Regions from separate parts of the Mus musculus genome. Here regions 2, 3, 4, 5 and 6 are each linked to region 1. A link is a contact called in public HiChIP or PLAC-seq, Micro-C and promoter capture Hi-C data. All regions are on one chromosome and are shown on one strand. Each heading gives the region's core, a stretch centred on a gene start, on an enhancer-like site or on the middle of the called end of the contact. The rest is flanking DNA. Distances are from core to core; before and after follow the strand shown. Region 1 holds the start of Srd5a3 (steroid 5 alpha-reductase 3). Region 2 overlaps Clock (circadian locomotor output cycles kaput). Region 3 has its middle 18 kb from the start of Nmu. Region 4 holds the start of Nmu (neuromedin U). Region 5 holds the start of Kdr (kinase insert domain protein receptor). Region 6 overlaps Kdr (kinase insert domain protein receptor).

The links. Promoter capture Hi-C pulls out the DNA fragments that hold promoters and counts their contacts. A called contact is a pair of places that touch in the nucleus more often than the background predicts. HiChIP or PLAC-seq counts read pairs in DNA pulled down with a chosen protein or histone mark. Capture Hi-C pulls out chosen DNA fragments and counts their contacts.
Region 2: a contact with region 1 is called in a Micro-C map of granulosa cells, with 2.8 times the contacts expected there. The contact joins the enhancer-like site here to the promoter of Srd5a3 in region 1. A contact is called at or near these places in 1 of 39 promoter capture datasets (the C10 cell line), 15 of 484 Hi-C or Micro-C datasets (DN3 thymocytes, the G1E-ER4 cell line, Th1 cells and 9 more), 3 of 115 datasets of contacts at active chromatin or transcription factors (the HPC-7 cell line, epiblast stem cells and fetal liver) and 3 of 9 other capture datasets (adipose tissue, liver and pancreatic islet).
Region 3: a contact with region 1 is called in a FOXA1 HiChIP or PLAC-seq map of pancreatic cancer cells. The contact joins the enhancer-like site here to the promoter of Srd5a3 in region 1. A contact is called at or near these places in 4 of 39 promoter capture datasets (HPC-7-derived erythroid cells, embryonic stem cells, liver and 1 more), 1 of 484 Hi-C or Micro-C datasets (the AML12 cell line), 2 of 115 datasets of contacts at active chromatin or transcription factors (the SCID.adh cell line and pancreatic cancer cells) and 1 of 9 other capture datasets (embryonic stem cells).
Region 4: a promoter capture Hi-C map of embryonic stem cells shows a contact between it and region 1, with 2.9 times the contacts expected there. The contact joins the promoter of Nmu here to the promoter of Srd5a3 in region 1. A contact is called at or near these places in 5 of 39 promoter capture datasets (embryonic stem cells and liver), 2 of 484 Hi-C or Micro-C datasets (muscle stem cells and trophoblast stem cells), 2 of 115 datasets of contacts at active chromatin or transcription factors (craniofacial prominence and embryonic stem cells) and 2 of 9 other capture datasets (adipose tissue and pancreatic islet).
Region 5: a promoter capture Hi-C map of adipose tissue shows a contact between it and region 1. The contact joins the promoter of Kdr here to the promoter of Srd5a3 in region 1. A contact is called at or near these places in 2 of 39 promoter capture datasets (macrophages and neural stem cells), 3 of 484 Hi-C or Micro-C datasets (all in embryonic stem cells), 4 of 115 datasets of contacts at active chromatin or transcription factors (bone marrow-derived macrophages, embryonic stem cells and microglia) and 3 of 9 other capture datasets (adipose tissue, liver and pancreatic islet).
Region 6: an H3K27ac HiChIP or PLAC-seq map of microglia shows a contact between it and region 1, with 5 times the contacts expected there. The contact joins the enhancer-like site here to the promoter of Srd5a3 in region 1. A contact is called at or near these places in 2 of 39 promoter capture datasets (liver and macrophages), 6 of 115 datasets of contacts at active chromatin or transcription factors (bone marrow-derived macrophages, embryonic stem cells, heart atrium and 2 more) and 4 of 9 other capture datasets (adipose tissue, embryonic stem cells, liver and 1 more).

The regions. Positions count from the first base shown.
Region 1 is chr5:76,138,517-76,141,888 of GRCm38.p6, reverse strand. Srd5a3 (steroid 5 alpha-reductase 3) reads right to left here and starts at 1,616. Exons shown (of 6, transcript NM_020611.4): 1 at 1,341-1,616. The coding sequence starts at 1,561.
Region 2 is chr5:76,282,716-76,285,857 of GRCm38.p6, reverse strand. All of the region lies in intron 2 of Clock (circadian locomotor output cycles kaput), which reads left to right. Among named protein-coding and RNA genes, the nearest start is that of Clock, 21 kb to the left of the region's middle. Within about 2 kb of position 1,742, at least 10 of the 459 cell types and tissues checked have an H3K27ac peak or open chromatin away from gene starts, as enhancers often do. A contact at or near this core is called in granulosa cells, where this site is marked.
Region 3 is chr5:76,380,013-76,383,306 of GRCm38.p6, reverse strand. No RefSeq gene overlaps it. Among named protein-coding and RNA genes, the nearest start is that of Nmu, 18 kb to the right of the region's middle. Within about 2 kb of position 1,651, at least 8 of the 459 cell types and tissues checked have an H3K27ac peak or open chromatin away from gene starts, as enhancers often do. A contact at or near this core is called in pancreatic cancer cells, where this site is marked.
Region 4 is chr5:76,362,281-76,365,520 of GRCm38.p6, reverse strand. It overlaps Nmu (neuromedin U), which reads left to right and starts at 1,744. Exons shown (of 10, transcript NM_019515.1): 1 at 1,744-1,966. The coding sequence starts at 1,849.
Region 5 is chr5:75,977,062-75,980,130 of GRCm38.p6, reverse strand. Kdr (kinase insert domain protein receptor) reads left to right here and starts at 1,676. Exons shown (of 30, transcript NM_010612.3): 1 at 1,676-2,029. The coding sequence starts at 1,963. It overlaps Gm32727 (a long non-coding RNA gene), which reads right to left and starts at 2,799. Exons shown (of 3, transcript XR_868500.2): 1 at 2,153-2,799.
Region 6 is chr5:75,932,133-75,935,300 of GRCm38.p6, reverse strand. Kdr (kinase insert domain protein receptor) reads left to right here. Exons shown (of 30, transcript NM_010612.3): 30 at 683-2,474. The coding sequence ends at 878. Among named protein-coding and RNA genes, the nearest start is that of Gm32727, 44 kb to the left of the region's middle. Within about 2 kb of position 1,685, at least 91 of the 459 cell types and tissues checked have an H3K27ac peak or open chromatin away from gene starts, as enhancers often do. A contact at or near this core is called in adipose tissue, bone marrow-derived macrophages, heart atrium and 2 more, where this site is marked.

The DNA of each region.
Region 1 (3,372 bases), core at 367-2,866:
TTGTTTTGTTTTGTTTTTAAACCTTTGTCTCAATTAAAAATGCCTTTCCTTATAGGCCTGGATTTGTTGGACCTTCTCCAGTATTGAAGGAAAAACAAACAAACAAAAACCAACTCAATTTAGGGAAAAACAATAGGCCCTGTCACCTCGGAGCACCTGAACACCTTGGGAAGTTCTGCTCTGAGTTCTGGAAGAAGGAAAGAATAATTATTTCACAATACTGTTAAGAATTAGAAGAAGCCCAGAGTACCAAGTGTTACCGGGATGAATACAGGGAAGGCCCACCTCTTTCTTGGCTGTCACACAAAGGCAGACTTGAGTGTAGCAGCTGAGGAGTCCCATCCAGAGAGACTGAGTATAAGTGATTTTTAAGTGTGCTTTGAACTCTGGGGACACTAGAACCTCTCTCAAAAGTCAGAAAATAAATTGCTATATAGCATAAGGGATATAGGCCAATCAAACCCGAGGATAAGAGGACGGTAGGATGGTCTTAAAATTGGGCCTCTAAGGAAGAGTTCTTCCGGGTCTTAATCTCTTTACCATTCATTCTTCACAATGACATGGTACTCTGCTCTCACACTAACCCCCTGAAAGACCCCCTCCAACAGTCAGGACATAGCTGGGGCCAGTTGATAGCCCCACCGCCATCTGCAGAGGTGGGCAACGGCTACAGATTTCTAAAGCAATCTAGATGAATCCGTCAGAACCCATCACATTCCTTCCAATTCAATTCTAAATGCAAATGCGTGATGAATTTCATAAAAAAAAATGACACAGCTTTATTATCTAGAATACTGTGTTAAGATGACTTCTCCATCTACATACTGAATTCATCGTGGAGTTAAAAAAAAAAAAAAAAGAAAGAAAGAAAGAAAAGGAAAGGAAAGCCATGTGGCGGGTCTCACATATTCTCAGCGGAGTCCATATGTACCCCGGAAGATTTTAGTATTTCACAACTTGGTTACTGAGCCTTCCGGGATGGGTTGGGGCAGGGCATACTGGGCTAGTTTGCCAGAGCACCTGTGGAGATGCAGGTTAGTGATGTCTGCACAGCCCCAGGGGAGCACACTCTGGACTTCTTTCTTGACTGTGACAGATCGGGCTGAGAACTGCGGAAATCGAGGAAGAACTTGCCTCCAAGTCCATGAATTTCCACGACCTCAAGTTCTGGGGAGGGGAAGCGGAAAACTGGGGGTAAAGAAGTCAGGGCGGCTCCCTGGGGGCCGGGCCAACTTGAGATGCTCTGTCATTTCCGGGGACGGCTCGGGGACAGCCCCTGGCTCACGTGCCTGCGCCGCCTCTGTTGCCCCCTGCCGGGCGCGCCCCGCCACCGACGTTACCTCTTGGGGACATCGAAGGCCCTGCAGACGGCGGGGCGCCGCGAGCCGGACTGCTTGGTCTTCCCGTAGCGGAGCAGGTCCTGGAAGAGCGCGCAGCTCGGCAGCAGCCTGGCGGGCGCCAGCTGCAGCAGCAGCGCGAACAGGAAGGCGGCGGCCAGCGCCAGCCACAGCGTCCGCAGGGGGTTCAGGGCCGAGAGCTCAAACCCGGCCCACCCAGCCATAGCCCGGGAGCCGGCTACAGATGCGCGCCGCCGCGCCGCCCTCCTTCTCTCACCCCCTCCCTCCCTCCCGCCTCGGCGGCGCGCTTGGCGGTGACGCGGCTCCTGGGCGGGACGCGCGGCCCCGCCCCTGGCTAGGCGCTCAGGAGCTGGGTTGTGCTCCTGCTCACCTGGTTTGAGCAGGCTGCGCTTTAGACTTGTACTGCCTCTAATCTAATTCCGAGATGCAACTCCAACTTGAAGTTCTGCAGGAGCATGCGAGACCACGTGCTACAGTCCAAGTCTTGTAGAGATACGTTACACCTATTTATTAAGTGGAGTGGAGCTATGCCAAGAGGTGTGGGTGGGAGCCCAAGACAGCTTGGGGGGAATTGGTTCTCTCCTTCCACCATGTGGCGCTTCGGGGATCCTATTCTAGAGGTCAGGTTCTCACCAGCCTGTGTAAGTTTCTATAAACTTTGACTGCGGGATTACTGCTGCGAAAAAGTGTGAAGAGAAATTTTGGTTGAAGTACAGGCTGAATTCTTGGCTGGGTCCCTAGAGGGGGCCCCCAGGAGTCAAGATGCGAAGGATCTTAATACCACGCTGGTCTACCAGAAGCACCAGATTCATTAGCATACTCCAGATGGGGATCGCTGTAAATTCAGGGATGACCTCTGGAAAGACCTCGGTGAGGGAATTCTACACTTTGTCAACTGTAGGCTGGAGCTGCTCCGGCAAACTCTGGATTTTGGAGTGGAAAAGCAGAGTAATGCCCTCAATGGACCTACGTTTTTCACCCATCTGCTCCATGGACAAAGTGTTTAACTAGCTGTGTCTGCTGCCTTTATGGCTAGGAATGAAAAGATTTGGAAGACCTTTATGCACTCATTGGCTCGAGTCCATGGGGCAGTGGGGGTGAGGGGGAAGGCAAGGTATGAGACAGCAAATCTCCAAAAACCTCCCTCCACGGATCTGGCTCAGATGCTGTCTTTCAGGCATCAGTGGAAAACACCATCACGTGTTAGATGAAGGCCTGGTTCCCTGTTGACAGCTGCTTAGTGGTATTTCAGGCTATCGGGTCCTTGAGTAATGCAGGCTACTCAGAAAGGAGGAAGCAAATGGGATCCAATTGTGTACCCCTATAATACAAGTCTTTATCACAGCCTTGCTTTCAACAGAAAAATGACTACACCCCTAAATCTGCCTTGATGCGTTTAGCCAAATTATGGTACACTCCCATTTTCTCTCTTAAAAAAAAAAAAGAAAAGATTACAGAGTGGGGGAAAAAAAGAATACTTTTATTTATAGATTGTATGTGTGTGTGTATGTGTGACTGGCCCATCCATGTCAATAATCATTAATAATATAGTTAAGCTTCCTCTCCTCAGTTATATAACTCTGGCCTGTGTCAAGTTGACAAAACTAACAAAAGCAACCAGGACATTCGAGTTCCTGCTCCAGCCTCCTGCTATCGTGCCTCCCCTGACAACACGGGCCCTTCCTCTGGAACTGTGAGCCAACACGTTCTTCTGTAAGTTGTTCTTGATCATTGTTTTGTATCACAGCAACAACAAAAAGATATTGTTACTAATACAGAGTCTCAGCAAGAGCAGTATTTATCTTAGCAATTGAGCCATCTCCCCGCCTCCCACTAACACCGTATCAGCAGAATGCCATGTGGCTGTTGGTAGGTAACTATGGAGACTGAGCACACAGAAAGCAGTCAATGAAACCGTTGTGTGACAACGCTTTCCCCGGGGAGACATACACACATCTACTGACCCCAGATAGGAAGCTCCTGATGGACACACACTGATGCCACCACAGTCTGA
Region 2 (3,142 bases), core at 493-2,992, 140 kb before region 1:
CGATGAACCCTGAGGCTAAGTTGTTCAGTTTATCCATTTGCCCCAAGGCAGCTCTTCATCCAGGGCAGTCCTCTAGTCTGCCAGTGTTGACTCTCCCTAAAATTTCTCTGGGGAGTTTGCTCAGAGTCTCCTTCCCAGTGCATAGCACTATAGTCAAGGGTGAGAGCCCGAAGAGTCAGACTTTTAGTCCTGCGTAACTGAGGGCAATTTGCTTCACATTCTCCTTTATTTCCTGATTTTTCCCTTTTGACTTTCTTTTCTTGCCTACCTCACCTACCCTCCCCCCCCCAAAAAAAAAAACCAGGTACACACGCACGCACACACGCACGCACACACACACTCTGAAAATTGCCCTGTACTTCTTTAATTTTACACGGCTATACAGATGCTCTGTTCTTGCTGATGCTTGGCTTTGGAATGTACTGTTCCTCTCTGGACAAAACCATAGTTTTGTCTCTAACACATTTCCTTTCTTTCCTAGGTTTTAGGGCATACCTATGTGTACATGTATGCCCATTCTGTAGGATACTTTGTATTGCTTCATTTGTATTGCTCTCTTGGTTTCTCTCTACACTGTGATGGGCCTTTAGCTTTTTAACCCTTTGAAGTTCCCCTACACTGAAAGCTAGATACTGATGAGATCGGCATTCCCAATTTCTGTCAGATTGGAGCACCCTACTATGTTCCGTCTTTTTAAATAGTAATAATGGAGTTGCTGTAATACTTGGGTCTGGTTTGCAACTGCTCGTGTTCATGTACTTACTTTTCATTTTGGGTAAAACCCAGAAGCTGACCTTGTCAGATTACGGGATACGTGCCTTTGGAAGCTTCCGCAGGCACTCTGGTCAGTCTTAACAACTGTATGGACTTCACTCGGTATCTTCAGTCTTCTCTCTGAGCTCAGAGGCATGCTTTTTTTTTTTTTTTTTTTTTCTTACTTGTAATATGGTGGGATTTTAGTGTCCTTGTGAACTTAGACCAAATGTTATAAACGTATTTGGGGCATAGTCTGCTACTTTTCTTTGTAGCCTTCCTTATTAAAAATCTTTAAAATTTTCATGTTTATATATAAGGAAGCAGAGAATGACCTATAAGATAAACCACAGCTCAAGCTATGCACATAGATGGGGTGACCCCCAAACAGCGAAGCAGAAGCTTTAAACATTGGAACTTGCATGGGGACCACCACCCCCAGAAGGCTAACTGAGGGTCTGTGATCCGAACCTAAAGTCATAGTCCCAGGGGGCCTTACGAGAGCCTCAAGTCCTGGGGCAATGTTTGGAGTGTCTAGAATACAGGGCAAATTTTCTTGACATACAAAGAAAAAGGAAATTGTGCCACAAAATAGAGTGATAAGAAGGACCTTAAACAAGCCTTGAGTTAAAGCTAAGCACTTGATATAAGTGGAAAATGGGGGTTAGGGTTTGCTTCTAGTATTTGAAAATCGAATGAGATTTAGAATATGAATCAAATGGAATTTCAGAACTGAAAAATGTAACATGTGTAGTATAAATTCACTATATGGGTTCAGCATATAGAGATGACAGAAAGAGTAAGTGAATGTGAAGAGAATCAGTAGACTTCTCCAGACTGTGTTGTGTACATCAAGGTCAGCTTTCTAACGAAGATTCATGTTGAGATCTGCAGTCAGGCACAGCTTTCTGCTTGAGAAGTAGTGTGCACTCTGAACATCTGCATGGTCCTCACACAGTTGCTTCTTAGTGGCTGCAAAGATCAGTGTGTGTAGCTTGAGCCTTATCTGCCTGTCACACTACAGATTCAGAGGTAGCCTTGACTTGCCATTGTTTCATACTGAGTCACTTAAGACTAAGATAAAGTAATCACACACACACACACACACACACACACACACACACACACACACACACACACACAGATATAAAAAGTATAATAACATGGATATTAAAAGTATAATATAAAAAGTAATCATATATGTAGTGTGTAGTTTAAGTCAGATTTTAATGTATATGAGTACACTGTAGCTGTCTTCAGACACACCAGAAGAGGGCATCAGATCCCATTGCAGATGGTTGTGAGCCACCATGTGGTTGCTGGGAATTGAACTCAGGACCCCTGGAAAAGCAGTCAGTGCTCCTAACTGCTAAATCATCTCTCCAGCCCTAAGTCTTATAGCTTAATAAGTGTTAATTTTGTCTTAAGTACAAATAAGTGTAGTAGTTATTTTAGTAAAAAGAAAATATTTTATGGCCTATGTTTTCTAAATAGTCTGTGGTCAGAGTGTTTGAGTTAGTCAGATGGTTGTGAATGTGCTTGGTCTACTTAGTTGTACAAAAGTGACTTGGCAGTTAACAGGTTTTAATAATTCAAAACAACTGTCCTTTAAAAAAATTAATTAATTTTATATCCCTACTGAAGTTTCCCCTCCTTCTTCTCTTTCCAGTCCCTTCCCCCTCCCACATTTCCCTTCCCTCAAATCTACTCCTCCTCTTCAGAAAAGGGCAAGCCTCCCATGGACATCAACCAGCCATGGCATATCCAATTGTTGCTGTAAGACTGGGCACATCCTATCCTATTAAAGCTAGATGAGGCAGCCCAGTAAGTATCAGAAGTCAGAGACAGCTCTTGCTCTCAATGTGAGGAGTCCCACAGGAAGACCAAGCTACACAACTGTAATGTGTAGAGGGCCTAGGTCAGTCTCAGGCAGGCTTCCTGGTTGATGGTTCAGTCTCTCTGAGCCCCTGTGAGCCCAGGTTAGCTAGCTGATTCTGTGTTGTGTCCTTGACAGGTCCCCCACCCCCACCCCTCCTACAATCCTTTCTCCTCCTCTTCTACAGGATTTCCAAAACTGTCTAGTGTCTGGATGTAGCTTTCTGCATTTGTTTCTATCACAGTTGTCCTTTTAATGAAGTAATTATACTGCAAGAACCCCAGAACTATTCAAGCCTCGAAAAGGAGATTATTTATTTTGGGTGACATTTTAAGTATAGTCTCATTGATGGGATGGATAAAAAGAAATATTCATTATTAAGTTATTAAGTTAAGTGTGTGTTAGTTTGTTTTAGCAGCCCTGTGAAAATGCTGTGTGGTGTGGTATGTGCTTCTTTAATTTTCACTTGCAACATGGAGTTGTGTATCTGTGGTTTTTTTTCTTATGCAGAGT
Region 3 (3,294 bases), core at 402-2,901, 240 kb before region 1:
TGAACTAAAGTGTAGGCTGGAGTCTTCCTAGTCCTTTCAACTAATCAAAACAATTTCTTCCCTTCTGGCTGACAGTGGCTTTATGTTGCTCTCAGTTTTCACTTTGTATTATTTTAACAAAAAGGAAGACATGCGCTAATTTATTACATTTAACTAATTACTTTAAGGATATGTTTATTTTGTGTGTGTGTGTGTGTGTGTGTGTGTGTGTGTGTGTGTGTGTGCACTCACCATGGTGTAGCATGGGGAGGTTTGAGCACAGCCTGTGGCTTAGCTCCATGTGGGTTCTGGGGTTTTACTAAGCTCAGGTTTTCTGTCTTGGTGTCAAGTGCTCTTACCTTTTGAGCCACAAAGGAGAAAACTGTAAGAACCCCAAGTTAATACTGTCAGCACAAAGAATTTGACATTCAGAAAGTTGAAGAATTTATTATTTTCCCTGTGAAGACCACATGATGAAAAGAATATTTCATAAAACGTTACACTGTGAAGAGAGAGAGAAAAAGAAAAGACTGCTTCTACTCTGCATCGTTTCTTTTTGTTGTTGTTGTTGTTGTTTTTGTTTTTTGAGACAGGGTTTCTCTGTGTAGCCCTGGCTGTCCTGGAACTCACTTTGTAGACCAGGCTGGCCTCGAACTCAGAAATCTTCCTGCCTCTGCCTCACGAGTGCTGGGATCAAAGGTGTGCACCACCACTGCCCGGCTTTTGCAATGTTTCTTGCTGATAAGATGGAGCTCCTACAGGGTAGACAGGTTAGCGTTTGCTGTCATGGCAAAGGAAAGGAGAGATTCTCAAGGGACCTTGCCTGCTCTGACTCGGACACTATCCACACTCCCGGGGCCGCTCTGCAATGTCTCAGTCCACCAAGTTCAAAGTCCGTGGCATTTTCACCTTTCTGAAGGAAAGTCTGAATGATGTAATGGGCAAGATGGTGACACCCCCCCCCCAGGAAAATCAGGTCCTGACTCCAATTCTGATGCTAGAAAGTTGGGTTGTTTGTTTGTTTGTTTGTTTTAGTGTAGATGGTGATATCTAAGAAATATTTTAGAAGTTGATTTGCAAGACATCTGTTCTTTACACATCTTAACACCATGTCCCCATTCTGAGCCCTTCTTTGCCTAAGTCAGATGGAGATCCACCCTGTTCTCCAGGAGAGGACAATCCTATGATTTGTGTGCCTCCGCGGGTCCTGGATGCTGTGATAAGAGCAAACTTCACTGCAGAGTCATATGTTAGTCAGTGCAAACAAATAGGTGGCAATGGTCCCATCGTTGATATAGAACTGAAATTCCTTCAGTCTAGTGACGTGGTAGCTGTGGTAAAGTGTAACATATTACTCATGCATTAGTGGGATGGTTTTGTAAATACATCCACTGCCTGCCTGTCGTGTTAAAGCATTGCACAGTTGCATATAGTATGCAATACCTGACAATAACAGATAAAACAATACTGCTTTGTATATTCACTATATCATACCTTGTATTATTTTAGAGTGAACGCCATCTACTTGCTAGAAAAAGAAAAAATAAAAGAAAGTTATTGTCACAGGCTATGTGTGTGCGTGTGTGTGTGTGTGTGTGTGTATGTGTGTGTGCCACCACAGGAGTGGCCTGCTAATTCTCATTCCCCAAATTGCAATCTTGTAAGTTTGTCTTGTGTCTAGATTAATCTTGGGTTGTTTATTCTTCCCAGCCAGGAGAGCACAGGCTGCCCCATACTACAGTCATCTACCCCAGGTCTCTGCAGAAGGGTATACAATTCTGGTCACTGTGGCAAAATTACCTAAATGATGCATCTCTCAACACATGACTCCAGGGTTAATCAAGTCATCTGTGTGCCACGGACTGTATGGCTTCAATAAACATGCCATTCATTAAGTGCGTCTCGGGGAAACTCCCAAAGTTAGATGTGTTCGCTCAATCGGTTGGTTTGTCCAGGTCATTTTTTCTTAAGGTCATAAGGATGCTTACTGTGATTTTCAAGGACAATATTTATCTATGGGTATAAGTTCTTTTTCCAGCAAGACTGGATGTTACAGTTAATCCCATTTCACAGATTACAGTTTAGGAACAGAGTGTCTTGGTCATCCTCTCTCTGGAGGCTGGCTCTTCAGAGTCTAGCTGGCCCACTTTGTATGTAAACCTTGGCAAAGTTTTCCTTGGCATATGTTTTACACGTGTGCTGCTAATGTGGGTGCTGCCATCCAGTTTGAAGGTGCAGGGGCCAACTGGGTGGGGGTTGGGTGTGGGTGTGGAATCACGGGAGGGGTGGGGGTGGAGGGATATCTCAGTGAGCTAATTGTCCCATCCACACGAGTAGAGTGTGATGCTTCAATGAGGACATTGGTTTTCTGTAGTCAGGGGGCGGGTGCTTCTCCCCCGGACAATTTTCCATGATGGATTCTGCTGACGGCAGTTGTTCTTAGCTGCGCTTCTGTATTTTTGCATAGACCACCTCTGACATCGCAATGATTCTTTTAGGAAATATTAAGGAGGAGGACTGTGGTTCAGTGATAAAGCAGTCTCTTTATCACGCACAAGACCCCAAGTTTGCTCCCTACCACCAAAGAGAAGAAAAGAGACGAGGGAGATTAATATCGTTGAAATAAATGCCCCCTCAATTTGGTCCCGAACTCTTTAAAGGCCTCTTGTAAAAATCTGACTACATTTTATACACGTGTTGATATTGTTTTTAAGTCAAATCTGTTCTTCCTCACTTTCCCTACCTGTTTTGTGCTCAGATATCGCTTGCTGGGGAAGGCTAAATAAGCCTACTCTGTGCAAGGGGTTATTTTTAAAGCTTGCATCTTCCTTACCGTAGCACTAACTGCCAGGGAAATCAAACGCATAATACAGAAGTATCCCCGCGAGTTCCCATCCAGGCCCTGGCTCCTTGTGTTTTCCCCTTATGTTGGTTTGTTCTCCATAAAAGTCCCTCACGATGACCCAGAAGAGGTCTTGAGACAGTAAGCACAGTCATGTCAAATGGCCACTCAGGTTTTTTAATATAATTTTTTTTCTTTGGGGTGTATCTTTCCAACCTCATCTGCTGGCTCCCTTATTAACTAGATCTGTCAATGTCATTCTGTTTACTCAGCTAACTCCAAGGCTACAGGCCCTGCTCATCACTTGCTGTGAGTATTCATTTCGCTTTGCTAAAACCAATCCTGATTTATAGTAGAAATAAGGGACTCACAGGGCTGTTCATCTACTCTTTGAAATTATAAGCTCATCTGTCATGCCAGCACAATACCTATTTATTTTGACTTTTTATCCATTGGCTCTGCCTTTGCTCTAC
Region 4 (3,240 bases), core at 495-2,994, 220 kb before region 1:
CATACTGGCTGCTGAGACCTGGGATCTCTCAGAGACCTCTGGGAGACATGAGGCACAACGTTCCTGTCTCCTGACCCCCTAACCCATCCCTAGGTCCCTTAGATACAATGTATCAATCGCATCAATCCATTTATTGCTTTGGGAGTAAATCAAAATGTAAGGAATCTTCAATAAATATGTTCTCATCCATCAAGTCCTTATGATCTTGCCTTTCTAATGGTTTCTTGTATAAAATTAACTTAAAAATAGTAATGGTATTCTTTTAATTGATCTTCAGGGTTTCATTCCTACTACTCTCTGTATTTCCAGTAGCAGCCCATTCTCCCTAGAACTGCGCAGCTCTTGGGTATGATTTGGCAGTACCTTACCTTTAGTTCCCTAAAGGTAAATGCTCCTCCTACTAAACTGTGATTCCCTCAAAGTACCTGTCTTGCTTATGTTATAGTGGGTCACACATTCATGCCAGATGCCAGGAAACCGAGGCGAGGAAGAAACCTATGTCCGTGCTCCTTCCCAGGCTAGGTTGTCTGAAGAAAGATAGCAACAGTGCACTCATATACATAAAATAAATAAATAAATCTAAAAAAGAGAAAAGAAGGAAGGAAGGAAGGAAGGAAGGAAGGAAGGAAGGAAGGAAGGAAGGAAGGAAGAAAAAGATGGAAGGAAGGGAAGAAAGAAAGAGAGAAAGGTTGCTAGGAATTGAACTCAGGACCTCAGGAAGAGCACTGACTGCTCTTAGCCGCTGAGCATCATTCCAGCCCCCTCTTTCTTTCTTTCTTTCTTTCTTTCTTTCTTTCTTTCTTTCTTTCTTTCTTTCTTAAAAAGAACTTTACACTGCAGATATGTCATGAATATTAAATGAAATTGCACGAGAAAGTCCGTGGCTACATGACCCCAAGATGCCCCGTTCAAAAACAGCAATGTGCTTCCGTCCTGCCCTTTCCTCCGAGCTCCTCGCCTTTCAAAAGGAGGTTAAACAAGATCAGATGCCCTTTTTTTCTGCAGAAGGAAATTAGAATTGTATTTCTCAGTGTCCTGTTAAGAGGTTGGTTCCTGGAGTGTGGGAATAGCGGAAGTGAGGTTCCAAAGTAAATTAGAGAGAAGAGCATCCTTCGGGCAGAATGGCCACCTGAGCCTTGGGTGCCCCACCTTCTAACCTCTGCAACTGCACCCAATCCCAAGCCCTCCCCATTCCTCAGCACCATTTTACTGCGTCTCTAGGAATGGATTCGGACTTTGCAGGCATTTGGAGGTTTAGATGGTATCATCTTCACCCACATTGTGGTGGAAGTAGCATCACTCTGATGCCCTGGGCATTGGGCGTTGTGTTTCCCAGGGAAAGAAGAGAAGTGTGCCTAGACAGCAGGGGGACAAATGGGCCGGCTGGGTATACTGTGGCATCTCAGGCGACACAAGGGAGAGTGTGGCCACCTCTTCCAACTTGACCACCCTGATCTCAGGCTCTGGGAGGCTGCTACCCCCTCCGGCTCCCACCCAAGTCCTTCCACAGGTGGGAGTGGACCGCCATGGTTTAATTCCATTCTCCAGCTCAGAGCCAACTGCGTGGTGTCCTGAGTCAGACACTCGGCCAGGGAGCGCGTGTCCTGCGGGGGCGGCAGCAGGTCCGGGTGACGCCAGGGAGCCAGGGGCGGCGAGGTCACGCGTGAAGACCACGCCAGCCCAGCCCACGTGTGCGCCAGATTTAAAAGTTGGTGGCGCGCGGAGATGGTCACTTTGGTGTCTGAGCTCAGCAAGAGGAGGCGCACAGGACACGCTGAGGGACAGCTAAAACACCCGCACAACACAGGGTACCAGGTCCCCAGTCCAGAGCCGCTTGGAGGGAAGGAGATGTCGCGAGCAGCGGGTCACCGTCCAGGGCTGTCCGCAGGACAATTGGCTGCTGCAACCGCATCTCCTCTCCTGTCACTGCTGCTGCTGCTCGCCTGCTGTGCAGACGCTTGCAAAGGTAAGATGCCGCCCTCCCCCACCCCCATCCCCCCAACCACTACCACCTCACGGGACCCCCTCAGGCTGCCACTGCACCGATTTCTCTCCTCTACCTTCCTTGCTTCTTCTCTGGGCTTCTAGAATCCACTTTCCACTGAAGCCAGGATCTGGCCCAGGACTGCAGACGTCTCCGGCTGAGGAAGGTGCAGGGCGGGCTGCAGACTCCATAACGGGAGTTTAAAAAAATTAAAAACATTTTCCCTTTCATTGCAGTTATTGGAGGGACTGATGGTTGAAACAAAGGTTCGCTGCTCCCCTTGCTGAGGCAAGATAAAGTTGTGCTGCACTGCACCTCCTGGGAGGCGGGCTGTTGAGTTACAAAGTGGAGCAGAGACCCGGGCTTACAGGTTTTCAGGATTAGAGTTCTCATCACAGAAAGTTGAAGGAAGCACTTGAGGCTAATCCGGGTTTCCAGTGATGGGCACTTAAAGCTGGCAAGGCAGGTGGGATTTGATGGCAACAGGGACCTCCCGAATGTGGCTCCCAGGAAACAAGAAAAGCAAGACCAGGGAGGGAGGTCCAGATGAGTGGCAGAGCAAATTGTATCCTTTGATTCTGTCAAGGACATTTAGTTACCAGGTAACCTGGTTGGGGGCGGGGGGGGGGGGCTGTCATTCCTGCTTTCTGAGGGTCCTTTAAATTCTAAACACTACCTTGTTACAAATGTGAATTCTCCGATTGCTGCCCAGGTCAGTAGGCTGTTCATTTTTTAGAAATGTTGAGGATTTAAAACATCACAAACCGCAGAGAACTGTGGAAGCTCATAGATGAGCCAGCCCTCAATTAGAGCTGGACAGAGACGAGTATTCTTTTCCTGGCCTGTCTTTGTTGCCTTCATTTCATCATTTTAATTTTTGTTCCTGAGACATTGAAGGAGAACAGGCTCCCTTGTCTGAAAGCCTGTTCAAAAGAGACGGTGGCAGGGACAGTATGATAGCCCATCTGATAAAGGTGCCTACTACCAAGCATGAAGACCAAAGTTTAAGGCTGGGTGTGGTGGCGCACACCTTTAATCCCAGCACGTGGAAGGCAGAGGCAGATGGATCTCTGTGAGTTCCAGGCCAGCTTGGTCTACAAAGTGAGTCCAGGACAGTCAGGGTTACACAGAGAAACCCTGTCTCAAAAGAGAGAGAGAGAGAGAGAGAGAGAGAGAGAGAGAGAGAGAGAGAGAGAGAGAGAGAGAGAGAAGAAAGAAAAAACAAAGAAAAGAAAAGAGAACTTGAGCTCAATGCC
Region 5 (3,069 bases), core at 427-2,926, 160 kb after region 1:
CTGACAGCCCTCCTTGGCTCTTTTGCTGAGGTTTGTTTGAGTTTGTTTTACTCTCTGCAAGAGAAGTTTCCTTAAACATTCTACCCTGTTCACAAGTAAATACACCTCTTAGCTAAGAGGCCACACACCCAGGGGAACACCGATAAAAAGAACAAGCCAGAACCTTCAGAACGCTGTCGATAGGTACACCAAGCAGCCTTCATACGGAGTTTTCATTCGTGAGGAGCTGAATATACAACAAAGCTAAATGTGAGCAGACCAGGCATGCCTCTGCTAAATGAGGATGCCCACACCAAACATGCCCAAGATCTTCAAGTATAATTTTATTATATAGATTCGCTATGTGTTGACATGTTTTTATAGTGAACCTGGATTTTACAAACCCTCCTGGTTTGCCACCTGCTTCTGGCACCATACTTGAGGCTTAGGCACGTGATAAAGGAGCATGCCTGTTTCCCCCCTTATTTTTTTTAAAGAAAAGCACCATGTTACATCATTAATCATGCATATCAGTGTAGTTTAGATCCGATGTAGAGACAATAATCTTATCTCTTTGTCTGGCTGAAAGACTGTCCTTTAAACTATCATTCTAAATGCATTTGGTTTTTGCCAGGAGTAAAACATGTCACAAGATATTTGTTGTCATTTCCCAGGCGTGGAAGGAAAGGAATGGAAAGAAAACGAGGGGTGAAGGCTGCTGTTCCTCTCTAGTCGCTACTTGAAGTCTACATAGCTGGGGGGGGGGGGGGGACTGTTCACATGGGACCGGTTTCCTCTTTGTTCCTACACTGGCGCCTCTGGCAAGAAACTCTCCCTTCTCTTCCCCCCAAGCATATCTTGGCTGAAAGGTCAGCTCTGAAAAGGGGCCTGGCCAAAGTTACTGTAGGGGACCGTGGTCATGGAACTGGGTAGACAAAAGCACTCTAGCAGCCACTGGAGAAGGACCGGGGGCTCTTCTCTGTGCATTTGCCCTGGAGCCCTGACCACCGCCAGCTCCCTGCATCTCCTTGCTATGGGTTTTCTGGACCGAGCCAGGCAGGAGTTCACAACCGAAATGTCTTCTAGGGCTAATCAGGTAACTTCGGACGATTTAAAGTTGCCAGATGGACGAGAAAACAGTAGAGGCGTTGGCAACCTGGATAAGCGCCTATCTTCTAATTAAAACATTCAGACGGGGCGGGGGATGCGGTGGCCAAAGCACCATAAAACAAAACTTCCAAGTACTGACCAACTCACTGCAAGTTTGTGCCCCGAGTACATCTAGGTTCAGGGGTTCTTGTCTTCATGCTCCCAACTGCGGGCGGATTTTTGGTCCCTTGGGACTTTCAGTGCAGCGGCGAAGAGAGTTCTGCACTTGCAGGCTCCTAATGAGGGCGCAGTGGGCCTCGTGTTTCTGGTGATGCTTCCCAGGTTGCTGGGGGCAGCAAGTGTCTCAGAGCCCATTACTGGCTACATTTTACTTCCACCAGAAACCGAGCTGCGTCCAGATTTGCTCTCAGATGCGACTTGCCGCCCGGCACAGTTCCGGGGTAGTGGGGGAGTGGGCGTGGGAAACCGGGAAACCCAAACCTGGTATCCAGTGGGGGGCGTGGCCGGACGCAGGGAGTCCCCACCCCTCCCGGTAATGACCCCGCCCCCATTCGCTAGTGTGTAGCCGGCGCTCTCTTTCTGCCCTGAGTCCTCAGGACCCCAAGAGAGTAAGCTGTGTTTCCTTAGATCGCGCGGACCGCTACCCGGCAGGACTGAAAGCCCAGACTGTGTCCCGCAGCCGGGATAACCTGGCTGACCCGATTCCGCGGACACCGCTGCAGCCGCGGCTGGAGCCAGGGCGCCGGTGCCCCGCGCTCTCCCCGGTCTTGCGCTGCGGGGGCGCATACCGCCTCTGTGACTTCTTTGCGGGCCAGGGACGGAGAAGGAGTCTGTGCCTGAGAACTGGGCTCTGTGCCCAGCGCGAGGTGCAGGATGGAGAGCAAGGCGCTGCTAGCTGTCGCTCTGTGGTTCTGCGTGGAGACCCGAGCCGCCTCTGTGGGTAAGAAGCCCACTCTTTAGTAGTAAGGCGGAGAAGTAGGGTGCGGGCGGAGAGTGGGAATAGAAGAGGACCTAACTCGTAGAGCTCTAGAGACCCTCCTCCCTTGGGTGTTCTTTCACTTACCAATGGGGAAACTGAGGTTCAAAGACTCTTCCGAAATGACTCAGCCAGGATTCTACTCTCCCCCGGGCATCGGTTGGAGCGTGTCCTGCGGAGCCGTCACAGCCCCTGGCGCTAGGTAGGCAGGAGTGGAAAGGCGGCCTGAGCCGGGGCAGGAGATGCTCCCACTGGCAGGAACAGGCGGTCAAACGCTGGGAAGCCAGCTCAAGCCAAGCGGCCCGGCTGGCATCAATCACTCCGTGCTGTTGCCCACCGCCCTAGTGTGGGGCAGGGAATCCGCCTCTGGCTCCGCTCCCCTTTAGCTCCAGCGTGTAAGCGCACGGACTATGTGAGGTGAGGTCTCTTCATAGAGCAACACTTTCCTCCCTCAACTTTCTTTGATGCAGAATGCTATTTTTGCTGGTAGGAGGAAGACGCGGCTTTCTCTTCTGTGACAGCTTCTCCAGGTGTATTAAACTAAATAACTCTCCACTTACCGACTCCAAAGCGCTGGTCCTGGGGTAAACTCTGAAAGTCTCAGAAACTCTTGAGCTTGGCACCTAGTTATAGGTCACTTTTCTTGTTTTAAAATGCCCTCTGCTTCAAGGTTAGGCCCACACTCGCTCTTGGGCTTTTGTGCAATAATTTCCCTTCCCTTCCCTTCCCTTCCCTTCCCTTCCCTTCCCTTCCCTTCCCTTCCCTTCCCTTCCCTTTCCCTCTTCCTTTTCCTCCTCCTCTTCCTCCTCTATTTCTCTGTCATTTCCTTTTTGAAGCCACAGTTTGCAGATTTCCAATCTCCACCCATTGGAGAATGGAGAATCAGGAAAAAAGAAGTCAATTCTGCAGAAACATTCCTTGCGCCCTAAGAGAATCGCATGGCTTAAAAGCATTGGCACTGACATACGGCGCCAAGATCGCCTGTCTAGAGCTATTGAGTTTTC
Region 6 (3,168 bases), core at 436-2,935, 210 kb after region 1:
TTTATCATGAATAATAAGAATAAGACCCCTTCGAGGGCAAAGCCCGAGCTTTTCGGTCCACACAGCCCACGTTTGTTAGCTTTGACATGACTACTATGTCATTGGAAACATTCTCCAGTTGCTGCTGAGTGACTGAACCCCCAATTTGTCCAAAGAATTTGGTTTGGATGAGTAAAAAACAGTTTTTGACATGTCTGGCCTGACTGTACACTAGCTTTTTTTTTTTTTCTCCCCCTCTACAAATTTATTAACATCTTTTATAGACCACTTAGCTCCCTAGGTGACCGAACAGGAAAAACACAAATGAACTTTTAGACCATCCCGATATCGTTTAATATCATGAAAGAGACCCTGTGACTTCTATCACTGTAGACAAACTTGTCAATCGTCAAGGCTGTAAAACTCTTCCATTGGTTGGGGGCTCTGCATACCTCAGCAGAACGGCCTTTTATCTCGTCTCAAGCTTGAAAGACTTGGACCCGAATAAGAGGACTTATCTGCGACTACTAGCTCATGCCAGTACCTGAGAGTAGACCTTGTCTGAGGCTGATTAGGGAATGAGAGAGAGGGGCTAGTGTCTCTGGAGGGGATTCTACTTCCTTGAGCTCGGGCTTTGGTGACTGTGTAAAGCAAATGAGCCGGCTTCCCTTTTTAATTCATTCGCTTGCTGTTTCTTCTACAGTGGAATGATGCCCAGTAAAAGCAGGGAGTCTGTGGCCTCGGAAGGCTCCAACCAGACCAGTGGCTACCAGTCTGGGTATCACTCAGATGACACAGACACCACCGTGTACTCCAGCGACGAGGCAGGACTTTTAAAGATGGTGGATGCTGCAGTTCACGCTGACTCAGGGACCACACTGCGCTCACCTCCTGTTTAAATGGAAGTGGTCCTGTCCCGGCTCCGCCCCCAACTCCTGGAAATCACGAGAGAGGTGCTGCTTAGATTTTCAAGTGTTGTTCTTTCCACCACCCGGAAGTAGCCACATTTGATTTTCATTTTTGGAGGAGGGACCTCAGACTGCAAGGAGCTTGTCCTCAGGGCATTTCCAGAGAAGATGCCCATGACCCAAGAATGTGTTGACTCTACTCTCTTTTCCATTCATTTAAAAGTCCTATATAATGTGCCCTGCTGTGGTCTCACTACCAGTTAAAGCAAAAGACTTTCAAACAGTGGCTCTGTCCTCCAAGAAGTGGCAACGGCACCTCTGTGAAACTGGATCGAATGGGCAATGCTTTGTGTGTTGAGGATGGGTGAGATGTCCCAGGGCCGAGTCTGTCTACCTTGGAGGCTTTGTGGAGGATGCGGGCTATGAGCCAAGTGTTAAGTGTGGGATGTGGACTGGGAGGAAGGAAGGCGCAAGCTCGCTCGGAGAGCGGTTGGAGCCTGCAGATGCATTGTGCTGGCTCTGGTGGAGGTGGGCTTGTGGCCTGTCAGGAAACGCAAAGGCGGCCGGCAGGGTTTGGTTTTGGAAGGTTTGCGTGCTCTTCACAGTCGGGTTACAGGCGAGTTCCCTGTGGCGTTTCCTACTCCTAATGAGAGTTCCTTCCGGACTCTTACGTGTCTCCTGGCCTGGCCCCAGGAAGGAAATGATGCAGCTTGCTCCTTCCTCATCTCTCAGGCTGTGCCTTAATTCAGAACACCAAAAGAGAGGAACGTCGGCAGAGGCTCCTGACGGGGCCGAAGAATTGTGAGAACAGAACAGAAACTCAGGGTTTCTGCTGGGTGGAGACCCACGTGGCTGCCCTGGTGGCAGTGTCTGAGGGTTCTCTGTCAAGTGGCGGTAAAGGCTCAGGCTGGTGTTCTTCCTCTATCTCCACTCCTGTCAGGCCCCCAAGTCCTCAGTATTTTAGCTTTGTGGCTTCCTGATGGCAGAAAAATCTTAATTGGTTGGTTTGCTCTCCAGATAATCACTAGCCAGATTTCGAAATTACTTTTTAGCCGAGGTTATGATAACATCTACTGTATCCTTTAGAATTTTAACCTATAAAACTATGTCTACTGGTTTCTGCCTGTGTGCTTATGTTAAAAAAAAAAAGAAAGAAAGAAACTGTTCTTTTCATTTGGTACCATAGTGTGAAGAGCTGGGAGCAATGACTGTTAAACATGCTATGGCACATCTATTTATAGTCTGTTATGTAGAACAAATGTAATATATTAAAACGTTATATTATATATAATGAACTTTGTACTACCCACCTTTTGTATCAGTATTATGTACCACTAGAGAGATTACAAGGCTTTCAGCAGCCGCTGTTGTTTTGTTAAAGACTTTGAGAAACTCGAAGGAATCCTTTCATGGAATATGCAGCTATATACCCTACCGTCTCTCTCATCTCAAACGGAGGAGGAGGAGGAGGAGTCAGGTATAATGTGAGTGTGTTCTACGTGTCCTTGTTCTCTGTTCTTAGGAGGAATGATTTCATCAAATGTTTATATGCTTTATAAACCAATAAACGTATTCTGAGTAAAGAGACCCAGTGTTATCATCTTATCACAACAGCTCCATGCCTCGTCTTCGTTACAATCATAATTCATACAGAAACACGTCCTTGTCACATCCCGAGCCCGTGGGATGTGTAGTTGTGTGGCCTCCCAGTGAACCTCAGATCTCTGGTGTGAGATCCTGGAGCAGATGCAGGAACACTTCACTGTCTAGCTAAGGTCAGAGTGTAAGATCCGTTATCGACATTTTGAGGGACTGCTTTTGTCTGAATACAAAGAGCAAAGCAAATCCCTGGTGCTAGCCTGGGTCTCCACCTCTAGCAATGCTGACCATGATTTTCTTGTGTTTGGGAAAGACGGTCTTCAGCCCAGGCTGGCCCCTATCTGCCTATGTAGCTAAGGATAGCACAGAGCTCCGGTTCTATTCTCTCCATCTCCACAGTGCAGATTGCAGGCATGCACTACCGTGTCTGGACTTCACTGACATGTTTTCTTAAATATAAGAGTTTGAAATGTTTATCTAATCAAATATGGCTATCTTTTTTTTTTAAAAAAATAGCTTTCAGGGTTTTATTTGCTTTTTTTATGAAGTACTTCTCCTCAAATCTAAAGTAATACCAAAATTTAGGGTTTTTTATTAGATTTTCATCCACCAGAGGTTTCTTTTCATACACAAAGTAAAGCAAGGTCTAATTTTTTATTTTTTTTGGCAAGCAGACTGTCAA